3 separate regions of the Mus musculus genome follow, and regions 1 and 2 are each linked to region 3. Evidence: chromatin contacts called from public HiChIP or PLAC-seq data. All regions are on one chromosome and are shown on one strand. Each heading gives the region's core, a stretch centred on a gene start, on an enhancer-like site or on the middle of the called end of the contact. The rest is flanking DNA. Distances are from core to core; before and after follow the strand shown. Region 1 has its middle 75 kb from the start of Gm34784. Region 2 has its middle 95 kb from the start of Gm34784. Region 3 holds the start of 0610025J13Rik (a long non-coding RNA gene).

What was found. HiChIP or PLAC-seq counts read pairs in DNA pulled down with a chosen protein or histone mark.
Region 1: a contact with region 3 is called in an H3K27ac HiChIP or PLAC-seq map of heart atrium, with 10 read pairs. The contact joins the enhancer-like site here to the promoter of 0610025J13Rik in region 3. A contact is called at or near these places in 7 of 39 promoter capture datasets (the 3T3-L1 cell line, 3T3-L1-derived adipocytes, hippocampal neurons and 3 more), 11 of 484 Hi-C or Micro-C datasets (3T3-L1-derived adipocytes, CD8 T cells, the HL-1 cell line and 7 more) and 4 of 115 datasets of contacts at active chromatin or transcription factors (embryonic stem cells, fibro-adipogenic progenitors, heart atrium and 1 more).
Region 2: an H3K27ac HiChIP or PLAC-seq map of heart atrium shows a contact between it and region 3, with 6 read pairs. The contact joins the enhancer-like site here to the promoter of 0610025J13Rik in region 3. A contact is called at or near these places in 7 of 39 promoter capture datasets (the 3T3-L1 cell line, 3T3-L1-derived adipocytes, hippocampal neurons and 2 more), 6 of 484 Hi-C or Micro-C datasets (cerebral cortex, microglia and uterus) and 2 of 115 datasets of contacts at active chromatin or transcription factors (fibro-adipogenic progenitors and heart atrium).

What each region holds. Positions count from the first base shown.
Region 1 is chr4:98,199,378-98,203,492 of GRCm38.p6, reverse strand. It overlaps the pseudogene Gm12691. Among named protein-coding and RNA genes, the nearest start is that of Gm34784, 75 kb to the right of the region's middle. Within about 2 kb of position 2,537, at least 9 of the 459 cell types and tissues checked have an H3K27ac peak or open chromatin away from gene starts, as enhancers often do. A contact at or near this core is called in cardiomyocytes and heart atrium, where this site is marked.
Region 2 is chr4:98,219,356-98,223,222 of GRCm38.p6, reverse strand. It overlaps the pseudogene Gm12691. Among named protein-coding and RNA genes, the nearest start is that of Gm34784, 95 kb to the right of the region's middle. Within about 2 kb of position 1,597, at least 8 of the 459 cell types and tissues checked have an H3K27ac peak or open chromatin away from gene starts, as enhancers often do. A contact at or near this core is called in fibro-adipogenic progenitors and heart atrium, where this site is marked.
Region 3 is chr4:98,319,357-98,323,666 of GRCm38.p6, reverse strand. 0610025J13Rik (a long non-coding RNA gene) reads right to left here and starts at 2,311. Exons shown (of 3, transcript XR_376450.3): 1 at 2,160-2,311; 2 at 420-1,358.

The sequences.
Region 1 (4,115 bases), core at 1,288-3,787, 120 kb after region 3:
CAGGGAGGGGTGGTGGTGAAATGTACAGTGTACAGTTTGTCAGAAAATGAGCATGAAAGAGTTTGCCGTTGCAGACAAAGTGGCGACAGACAAAGCAGCTGTAATTTTTGTTAAGTGATGAGTGCCATTAAAGAGAAACGTGATGTTCTGTACTGGGGGCATGCCATGAGGGAAGGCTCTATCAGTGCTAACACTAAGAAATGTGCAGTCTCCTGCAACTGTGACCCCAGGGGCAAGCCACATGTTCAGCTGGAAGGAGAACTTAGCAATGTTATTCCCTTGGTCCTGTTTTTTTTTTCTCTCCAGACATAAAAGATGCAAATATGGAAAGAGCATGGAGACCCTCCCAAGGTTCCAGAAAAAGGCTGGTGCCAGATAATGAGTGACAAGGCGGATTTCCCAAAAAGCAGCCTTGAGAGGCCATTGTGAGAAGCTGGGAAGAGAAAACTTTGAATTCCACAGAGATGGCAGAATGTTGGAGAGAGTCATCAAGGAAGCCAGACAAAGAGAGAGTCATGTAGGGCACAAACAGCAGAGCTGCAAGGGCTGGGATGCCTAAGCTTGTTGGAGCCCTCTGGTTCCATTATGAGCTCCAGACATTGGAGGTACAGTGGTAGGGTTTGGTCTTTACCTTGTGTGTTTTGGTTTTGCTTTGGTCCTGCTTTCTCCGCCTCATTCTTCTCTTTTAGAACAGGGATGTTTATTCTGGACCATTACATACTGGAAATATGTAAGTTGTATTTTGATTTTACAGTAACTCATAGTTAAGAGGCTGCCTTGAGTCTCAGAAGAGACCTTGTCCTTTTGGGCAATGTTGAGACTGCTAAAGATCACAGGGACTTCGACGTTGGACTAAATGCTCTTGTATTAGGAGTTGGCTGTGAACCTAGCAGGGACAGGATGGCATGTTGCAGTTTGAATGTGAAAAGTCTTCCATAAGCTCATGTGTTTAATTAAACACTTGGTCCCCTGTTAGTACAGTCTTGGAAGGTTGTGGAACTTTTAGGAAGTATAGCCTCTCTGGAGGAAGTAGGTTGCAGGGTAGGTCTTGAATTTTTATAGCCTGGTTTCACTTCCTGTCTCCTTTCTGCTTCCTGACTGCAGATACAGCTGGTCTACCTGTCTCGTGTTTGGGCTTCCCTGCCTTCCTCTCCATGAGGGTCTATATCTCTTTTTCACCTGGGGGTCAAAATCAGCCCCTCCTTCCTAAAATGGGTTTTTCCAGGTGTTTGGTCATAGCGAAGAGAAAAGTACATGAAATGCCCACATTGCCAACTGCTCTAACACCGGAGTGAACAAGCCACACAGCCTCCCATGCTGGGCTGTTGTCAGCGCTCGCTCCACTAGGATGGCTACTCCTGGCTTTCCAACCTATCCACCACAACAGTTTGCTCAGCAGGTATCTGAGCTCAACTCCTCTCTTCCTCCTTGACTAGCTTAAATTCCATAAGTGATCACAAAGTTATCACTCTTGTTTAGCCTTCAATTATTTTGCTCTTTCTTCGTCCACCTATTGTGATGCAGTCACTGCCTTGGCAACCCCTATGTTTACTACTGTGCACATGAGTCTTCCAGAAAATCCCTTTAAAAAATACTTAGCATATAAAATGGCGTGGTTCATTATGACATGTCCATCCACTGGTCTTTACTCATTTTTTTCTTATATTACTGTCCCCCACCCGTTCTCCTCTCTACCATGGATCCCTCTCCTTTCCCCAGATCTGTTTCCATGTCTCTCTCTCTGTCTCTCTCTGTCTCTCCTCTCTCTCTCTGTCTCTCATCTCCCTCTCTCTCTGTCTCTCTCTCTCTCTCTCTCACACACACACACACACACTCTCTTAAATCAATATTACACATAAGAAAAACATCCAATAATCCAATAGTTTCTTCTAAGTCCGGTTTCTTGGCCTATTATGATTTTAGTCCCACTCTATTTTTTCTGCAAAGGATATCATTTCTTTATTCTTTATGACTGAAAATAATCTTCATAGTTCCTAAGTACAATATTTTATTTACCCATAGTTCTGTAGATGCACATTGTGAATATTAATAGCACTCACTGTAAGAAACATGGGTGTCCAACACATTCATCCCTTGGGGTTATTACCATGCCCAGTTCCAAGCGACTGGGAAAGCTGCTAGTTTTGAGTGGTGTCTGGAACCACTTCAGTGCAGGCTGCTTGCCACTTGGGTCATGTGATTCCACAGACCTGATGGCACTTGCAGTATCAGTGGCAGATAAGGATGCTATTTTGAGTTTTTGGCCATGGTCCATAGGTGAACTACTGTGGAGGCCCTTAGGATTTTAGAGAAAGGTTTTATGGTCATCTGCAGACAGCTACCTCAACACGTGAGAGAAAATAGGCAATGTTTATCTCTCGGAGTTTGATTCATTATTCTTCATATGAACCTGAGTTCCACTCAGTGTTCTGTAAAAGACATACTCTGTTATTCTTTACAGCTGTTTAAATCTCCATTGTCTATTTATAGGACATTTCCTTTACTCATTCTTCTGTGGATGGAGCTCAAGGATCTTGTGACTGTCTTGGCTATTGTGAACAATACTACAGTAAGTGTGTATGCCCCAGTGTCTCTGTACCATGCTGAGTTAGCACACATAAAAGTTTTCTGAAAAATCTCCAAGTTGATTTCTTTACACCTGTAGTCATTGATATTCCTATCTGTAGTGCACAGGGCTTCTTCTCCTGCTTTCTCCTCACCAGCATTTATTGCCGTGTGTGTGTGTGTGTGTGTGTGTGTGTGTGTGTGTGTGTGTGTGTTTGATGATAACCATTAAGCCTAGGAAGATAAGATCTCAATACAGTTTAATTTGCATTTCGTGATGGCTAAGAATACCCAAAATCTTTTCGCATGTGTACTAGTCATTAATATTTTATCTTTCGTGAGCTGGTTGATTTATTTGCTGACATTTTGGTTCATGCTTCACACATTCAGTGTTTGGCGATGTGCAGTGTTTCAGTGTGATTTCTTTACAGTCTCCAGTCAATGTAAAGACATCAAATGTCTTTACAAAGTTTTCTCTCTCATTCTGTAGGCTACCTACTTGTGCAGCTGATTGTTTTCTTTGTTGTATAGAAGCCTTTTGATTTCATGCCTTCCCAAATGGGCAGTTATTGATATTTGAGTCCATTTCAAAAGTTGTTTTTTTTTTTTTTTTTTTTTTGCCTATGTCTGTGTGTTGAAGTATGCTTCAAATGTTTTTCTCTAGAAGGTTCAGAGTTACAGATGTTGCTTTAGGGGAGTTGGTTCGCTTTGAATTCTTTTCTGTCTAGGGTTTGGGATAGGAACTTAATTTCATTCCACTGCATGTGGATATGCAATTTTTCTTAGCATTACTTAAGGAAGCAGTAGTTTCTATGTTATATGCTTATGAGAATTTTATTAAAAACCTAGGTGGTGGAAGTTACATGGGTTTACTGATGAGTCTTGTGACTCTTCTTTTCCTATTTTTTCTTTTTTTTTTTTTGGTCTCATGTTTTGGTTACTATGGCTCTGCAAAATAGTCTGAGATTGGACATTTTTAAATAAAAATGTTTGGCTATTTATTTATGTGTGTGCACATGTGGAATCAAGAGGACATTATCTGGGAGTTTTATTTATTTATTTATTTATATTTATTTTATTTATATTAGGAAAAAGTCATTGACATTTTTATGGTAACTGCATTGAATCTGTACATTAGTTTGAACAGAATAGACATTTTCACAATATTAATTTTGCCAATCCTTGAGTGTGAAAGGTTATTTTGTTTTCTAGTGTCTTCTTCAATTTCTTTAGTCTTTTAAAGTTTTCGCTGTAGAGCTCTTTCTTTTCTTCACGTTTATTCCCAAGTGCTTAAATTTCTGAATTTATTATGAATGAAATTTTCTTCCTGCAAACAGAATATTTGACAAGGTTCACAGCTAGGATTTGTAAAGAAGCCATGAAACAAACACTAAAAGTGAAAAATGAAAAAAATCACTGTGTGCGATGAAACAAACACTAATCATCCAAACAATATATGGGGAAATGAACTGACCAGTTCAGAAAAAATGAACTACTAATGACTAACAAATTCCTTTCAAGTTTATTATTGGTATATAAAAAAGTTACTT
Region 2 (3,867 bases), core at 348-2,847, 100 kb after region 3:
ACAAAACCAGAGGGTTTCCTAAGATTACAATTAAGAGGAAAAAGACCAGCTATTCAAGTGTGGTATCAGTTGAGAAAGACTCAGAGGTTTTCTCTTTGGTCATCCTTACCTGGAAGGAGAGCGGCCTACAGTATCCAAGCCTGTGTTTGCTTTTTTTTTTCTCTCCACTGCTAATCATTGTGACTTGCCAGGCACATGAAGGAAGGCCTCATTTTATAATCTTTCTTTGGGGACTCAGACAAAGAACAAAACATCAGCAGTCAGAAAGGAAGAAAAGAAATCAGATGTGGTCCATCATTTAAGTGAATCAGCTGCTACAGGTGAGGTGGAAGACTCTTTAAACTAGTTACCAATGGAGTTAAAAATGGGAAGCCCTACACTGTTAGGAGCAGAAGCAAAAAACCTGTTGTCTTTGGATCAGGTAGACTTAGTCTGGACTTCTAGCTCAGTGTTTAACTCAGTATATTGCTTAATGTATTAGATGTTTATTTTCATTGTTGTAATAATATACCTGACAGAAGAAACTTAACAGAGGAAAGATTTATATTGGCTCACAGGTTCAAACCTATCACACCAGAATTCACGATGGTGGGGTTGTGTCAGAATGGCTCACATATTGGTGGCCAGGATACAGAGACCTCAGTTAAAAACACATATAACCTTTAAGACCTACCCTTAAGGGATTCACTTATGTTATCTTGGCCATACTCCATGCTCATAACAGTGGATGTGGGAAGATCTATAACCTCCCCAAACTACATGGTCAGTGGATGGACTAAGTAGTCACACACATGAACCTGTGGAGGATAGTTCACATCAAACTCTAGCAATATTTTGACTTTTAACTTCCTCTTCTATAGACAGGGCATGGAAAAAAACCCATACCCACTTTCTAGGACTGTTGTGGGGACTGAATGAGAACGTGTATACAAAATGCTGATCTCCTGGAACCCAGTTTCTGGCCCAAGGTCAGGGATAACTAGCTATACCTGTATCAGCAGCCTATGTACTATGCTCACTTGCCTTCTGTAAGAAGACGTTGTGTGGGCATTCATGCCTCCAGCAGACTCTGATTTGCCAACAGATCCATGTCTTTCTCAATGTGCAGAGGATGAGCTCATCAAGGATGCTCCTTATGTGAGCCCTTTCTCTATAGAAATGGGACCATCTCACCTGAGTCACATTCCTGATGTATTCATGTCTAGGCATCTGCTGGCATGGTGGCTCACACAGTTCTCTTTGAGAAGGACTGCTTGCTAAAGAACCACATGGCACCGAGTATTCAAGCTTCCTTTCATTTTCCCTCTTACAGTCTTGGACCAATGGCCATAATGAAGTACTTTATAAAGTCATGGTCTGACACGAGAAAGATAAATGTAAACATTGCACAAACACTGTGAGGAGAAACATCTGGATGTCCACTGCTTACTTCCTGTTGAGAGAGTTTGGGAACTTGGGGATTTTAACAGTTGGACATGGCTATTTTGGGAAATGAGTTCACATCTGTACAAGAAAGAAAAGCACACACTCATTACACTTCACTCATCAGATCAGATATTGGCAGCAACAACATCCCAGGCCTGTCTGAGAACAAAAAAGACCGAATTAGAGACGGCCAGGACTTGTTTCCCTTTCTGCTCTCTCTCATTTAGAGCACCCAGTATCCATCATCAGAACTTCTTCTCTCTCTCTCTTTTTTCTTCCATTTATTTATTTATTTATTTATTTATTTATTTATTTATTTATTTTAGATAGGGTTTCTCTGTGTAGCTTTGGCTGTCCTGGGATTTGCTCAGTAAACCTGACTGGCCTTGAACTCAGAGATTTGCCTGCCTCTGCTTCTCTAGTCCTGGGATTAAAGGCGTGCATCACCCCTGCCCAGCCTTTCTGTACTTCTTATGTTTGGCCCATTCTTACACTGTCTACAGTTCAAAATCTTAACTTTGAAGGTTGGTTTACCCACTGACTTGTAAGACACACTTCAACAAATCCCTTAATATGTTTAACCCCTATTTATGTTTATTGAAAAAAATGAATAATAATAATAATAATAATAATAATAATAATAACTTTTTACCTCTTCTTAGGTATGTCAAGTTGACAGCCAAGATTAGCTACGACAGTGGATAAATTAGCAGGGTAAAAGCTTCTAGATTTTTTAAAAGATGACTGGATAGGGCATGCCAGTATTCAGGGTGAGAGTGTAAAGCAGACATGATGGCCTTTCTGGTTCTAAGGAGCAGCGGCTAATAACCAAGATTAAACCTAAAACTTCCACGTCTTTCTGCTAACCAGAGAGCTCTGAGTAACCAGGCCTCCAGCTTTTGTGGAACCAGAGAGCACCTGGTGACAAGATCTCCATCCCAGTGGCTTTGGAGGTCAGTGCTGGCCCAAGTGCCCACAGTCCTCTGAGAAACGGGAGCTTTGGTTCCAGTGAAATCTGAGGTAAATATGCAGTGTGGTTCTGATGTCTGAGGTGAAAAATGTCCCTGGGGTTATAGAGTCTACGTCCAGAGGTTATTTTGGACCAGTCTAACTACAGAGTCCCAATAGTAAACCAGTAGACTGGATCTGAAGTTTGGCATCCTTTCTCCAGAGGGTCATAGAATCCAGGGGTAACCAAAGTTTTAATTCCAACCTTGGTCCTGTTAGCATAATGCCAAGGCAGGACCAGTTCAGCAACGATTTGATAATTGTGGTGATTTGAATGATAATAACTCCACAAATTCAAATATTTGAATGTTTGGTTCCCAATCGGTGGGCAGTTTAGGAAGGATTTGGAGGTGTGGCCCTTTTGGAGACATGTGGGTATGGGTTTCAAAAGCCCTCACCAGGCCTGCTCTCTCTTTCCCTGCCTGCAACAAGAAGCTCTTATCTACTGATCCAGTGCTGTTCCTGTCTGCCTACTGCCAGCTCTCTGCCATGATGCTCATGTACCTGCCCTCTAAAACTTTACGCAAACTCCCAAATAACTGATTTCTTTTATAAGCTGCCATGCTCATGGCATCTCTTCATATCAAAAGAACAGTGACTAAGACAATAGCTAACACCAAGTTTCCCCAGTCCTTGCAACTGAGCTTCCTGCAGATATGCCTCAATGAAGAGTCATAGAAACCAGAATATCCCAATAAGCTCTGAAGAAGAGGAATCCAAAGAGCAGCAGAGGCAGCAGCAGCAACAGCAGGAACAACAGCAGCAGGAACAGCAGCAACAGCAGGAACAGCAGCAGCAGCAACAATAACAACAGCAGCAAGGACAGCAACAGCAGCAAGAACAACAGCAGCAGCAGGAACAGCAACAGCAGCAGGGACAGCAACAGCAGCAAGGACAGCAACAGCAGCAAGAACAACAGCAGCAGCAGGAACAGCAGCAACAGCAGGAACAGCAGCAGCAGCAACAATAACAACAGCAGCAAGGACAGCAACAGCAGCAAGAACAACAGCAGCAGCAGGAACAGCAACAGCAGCAGGAATAGCAACAGCAGCAAAACAGCAACACCAACAGTAACAGCAACACACCATTAAATCTCACTGGGTTCTTATGGCTGTGACCTGACCCAGATCCTAGGACATCCAGTGATCTTTCTTGCTTCTTTTGTTTTAGAAACATCCTTTTATTATTTTTTTTAAATTTATTACACTCTTTTATTTTTAAATTTGTTTTGAAAAGTTTTTTTGTATGATATATTTTGATCATATTCTTTCACACCTTCTAACTCTCTCCAGATCTTCCCCACACCCAACTTCATGTTATTTTTTTTTCTTTAAAACAAAAAAAGCCACCCAAACTCAAAACAAAACAAAGCACCAAAAAATCATGGAGATTGTTTTATTGGTCAACTACTCCTGAGCATGAGGCCTGACTTGG
Region 3 (4,310 bases), core at 1,062-3,561:
CTACCATTGCCATCACGATCAACAGTTAGGATGTGTTTCTATCCTCACAGTGATGTGATTTCCACTTGGTCAGTGGGTTGTGGTCTGAATCTGCAGCTTTGGATCCCAGCCTTCCCAGAATCATAGTCACCTGACAAAACGAAGTCAGAACCTTATGCTGGAAGGACCCTTTATATTATAGACTCTGGGTGTTAATTTCTACAGCAAAAGTTCTACTTCAACTGACTGATACTATCTTCACGTCTAGCTGTCATTGGGAAACTCAATAGCTGCATTATTGCACATCTTGGAGTAGTAGAGGTGCTATAGGATCAATACTGGATATCAACGTGTGTTGATTCAAAGAAAATGCACCTGCCTGCAGTTCACTAACACACAATCTCCAAGACTCCTTTAGGCTCTAAGAAATAGACTCTTACCTTTAGACCAGTTGGCATTAGCTTGGAGCAACACTTGATTTTTGGAACGAAAGTGTATGAGCAGCTGCTTTGGCTGAGAGAAGAAATCTGGGACAGAAGCTCAGGGATCAACCATAGGTAGTTGGTGGAGCCAGCTACCTCCTTTAGCCAGTCGGCTAAGAATATGTGTCAGGGCAGGCTAGCTTACAGAAAGATGAAATGATTCTCTTTCCTTACAAAATAAATACCAAACACGTCAATAAAATGTAGGTCTGAACTAGGTCTATGACCAGCAAACTGACATAGGAAAAAGCACTTAACGTTCAGGAACCCGTCTTTACGCAACTGTAAAGGGAGGCTATGGGATGAATTTGGCAGTTGTACATTACTGCTGCACACATTGGAGAGGGGATACACACAGTTATTGTAGACTTTACTAGCCACCAACAAAATGTCTGACAAACATAAATATATCTGAAAGTTGTTGTTGTTGTTGTTTTTTTTAAATAGGTTGGTTCATTCATTCATATGTTCATTCACGCTACTGTTGTGGGAGCACACACTCTTCGCTGAGCGTATACTGGGATCACAGACTGCCTTCGTCCTCAGGTTGGGTTTACATAAAGCAGTTAGATCAACTCCTAGGGCAGAGCACTTAGACAGGAGTTTCTGAGCTGGGTAGGCTAAGACGGGTGGCCTTTGTTGGAAATGCTGTTGCTAGTGGCTGGGACCAGGTCCAGCCAGCTCACAGCAGCTTGCTTTGGGGTCGCACTGACGCTTGCCTGGTCGCCGGTAGGTGGCGGCAGACGCCCTGGCGGAAGGCGTTGCGCTGCGCCCCGCTGGCTTGGCTCCGCCCGCCGGGTCCGATGCTTCGCGCTCCGCCTCCGGAGCAGCCGAGTGCGTCTGAGGCGATCCCGTGCCAGGCTTGGGGACGCTGCCAGGTTTCTCTCAAATCTTGGCCTAACAAAGGGAAGCAAATTACAAAAATGGAAATTTTCAAACTAGCGTTCAGTTGTATTGAAATCGACGTTTGTGTAGCACGCAGGCACAGACCACATTCATGCTATTTTGTGATTAAAACGATACCAAAAATACCTCCTTGCTTTAGTTTTCATCTTCTAAAACGGCCTCTTCCCCTTTTCTAATTGCTGCTTTACTTTGGGGGAGCAGCGAGCCCCCGGCCACCGTAGAATTGCTAACATTTGCATCAGGACAGTTGAAATCTGGCCCGGGCTGCTATTCTCTCTGTCGTCCCCACCCCAGTCTTTCCTCCTCCCCGTCTCTTAGACTCCGCTGTTTCTCTCGTTCTGTCCTCCCCCCAACCCCCCTTCCTCCTTTTCTTTGGGAGTTGAACTTTAACCCAACCTTGTGTGTCCTTTCAGCCTAGGGGAGTACAGATAAAGACATTGCTAGGCACTGTACGGGGAAGTTTTGTGTCTTGTGTACTCGGTTTCAAGTCTTAGGACAGCGCGTAAATCCTCAGGGCTCCTCTTGATTCAAGCAGCAAAACCTGACCATGGCCTCACCAAAGCTCTGGTTACCTTGCTCTCCCATTAAAAAACAAAAACCAAACCAAAACAAAAAAAACCCCAATGATTTTGAAGCGGCTCTTGAGCTGGCTCTTGAATGGATTTTACTTAACATGAAGTTGTATAGAGCCCGACTGTGTCCTCTTGGCTTGTTTTTGCAGTTGCTAGACAGGCCCAGTCCCCAGTGGGCTTGTGTGAAAGGCGCCCTCCTCCCACCCCCAGCTCTCCGCACCATTTCTTTCCTTGGAAGCTTTGACTGTCTCCTTCCGCAGCAGCTGTGTCTGCAGTGCCTGGAGACAGGTGGGGGAGTAGCCTCCCGCTGAACCTGCCAATTCCCTCTCCAAGGACTGTCTGAATAGCTATTAAAAATTAAAGGACACGCACACGTACACACACACACACACACACACACACACACACACACACACACACACACACACGCTTTCGTTCTTTGTTTTCTGGTGGAGGTCACTGTCACACCAGAGCAATGGTACTGCTTTGCCGACTGAGATTAAATTCTACAGTCCTTCTCTTGTCGGCACTCACCAGCCCACAAGAACCCATTGCCACATCTTTTGGGCCCTCTAGAAGATCTGAGTTCTAGGAGTGGTCAAGTGCCCACTTGCAATGGATCTGGAGAGAGAGGTGCTCCCAACCCCAGGAGATAAACACAGAGCTCATGAGACCATGGTTGCAGTTAGGGATCCCTTGTTTATCTGTATTTGAGTCTCAAAACTAGAACTTTCTAGGGCAGGTGTTGAGTATCCTCTGCACACTGGTAAGAGTTTAACAGGTTCCAGAAGAGAACCGGAAGTCACATTTTCGTTCCCAGCCTGGATTCAGGACCTTCTGCTCTTCCCTGGGGGCTTGACCCTCAGTACCCAGCTACCTCTCTGCTTTTCCCAGGGCTGTTGCCCGCTCTTAGAATTCCTCCTCCTCCTCTTCTCTGATTAGCAAACGTTTGGTCTCTTTAAAGACGTCTTTCAAACACACCCTCTCCAGTCTTTCATGGCTGTGCCTGTGCTTGGGTACCTCTGTAGTCAGTAATCCTGCCTTAAGTTAAATGGGACAAAGTTGCTTGACATACCTGCTGTGCTGTGCTGTGCTGTGCTGATCTCTCTCTCCCTCTCCCTTCCTCCCTCTCCCTTTCTCCACCCCTCCTCTCCACTCCCTACCTCCCTCTCTTTTCCTCTCTCTCCTTCCCCCAATCTCCACTCTCCTTTCCTTTCTCTTCCCCCTTCTCTCCCTTCCTCCCCTTTATCCCCTGAGAGAATATATTCTTTGCTCAGGCCAGGAATGTATCTTTATTTATCTCCTAGCCTGCACACCAAAGATGCCCGGGAAACTCTATGTGATGATAAGGAAACACACCTGGTTCTTAAATGATCCCAAAGGGCCAGCTTGTTTTTCTCCAGTTCTTGCTCCATTGGCAGGCATCTCTAAGTATGTCTGCAGAGTGGAAAGGAAAAACTTAAGGTTGTGTTCACACGTGACTTTTCCATAGTTCAGGGAGAGTCTTCTACTAATGAAGGTTTGATGAGCACACAGATGAAAACTCCTGTACCCCAGCGTGTGCACAGGAGCAGCACTCAAGGAAGACCTGCGACCCGAGAAGGTTTCAGGCATCTGCGTGGGCTCTAATGTATGTAACTTAAGGGTTAGAGAAACAAGTTGTAGTCAGCAGACTTGATTCACTCACTTGCTTAAGCTAGAAACCTGGAGATGGGCTTGAGAGCCTTCTCCTCCAACTTCCCACATTTAGTCTTCAAGTCATGTCACCTCTTGGAGACCCTCAGATCTCTTCACTGGTCCTCAGCCCTGCTGTGTTCCAAGTCATTATCACTTCCTACTCAGACCGTTGCAATGCCTCCAGCTTTCTCTCTAGTCTTCCAGTATCACCATCCTGGCATACTTAAGCCTTGTATAACTCTTTGCCTTAGTGTAGTCTCCCCACTCCTTAGCCCCATTTTTTGGCACTCTCAGTATATTGTGCTTCATGTCTTTGAACTTGCTGGACTCTCACTGGTTTTGAAGGCTTATCCTTGAGGTCTTCTGGGAATATCATTTCCTCAGTGTTCCGTCGTCAAGAGTGCATCCCTAGAGGTATAACCCATACTTCTCTCCACTCCATCCCTTCTGGATCAATCAGATAAACATTATTGTCATTCCTGGTGTCTGAGTCTTCCTTCATGCCACTTTTCACTGGTTATAAGTATAAAGTTATTGCATTTGATTTATTTTCTGTCTGCTTTTCTGTATATGATATATCACATGAAGTAGGGATCATTTCTCAGGCTCCAAAGCGTTCACCTGAACAGCTAGTACTCCACGTATATCAGGTGGTCAAGAAATATGTTTTGGATGTTGATATAAGGGGAAATGT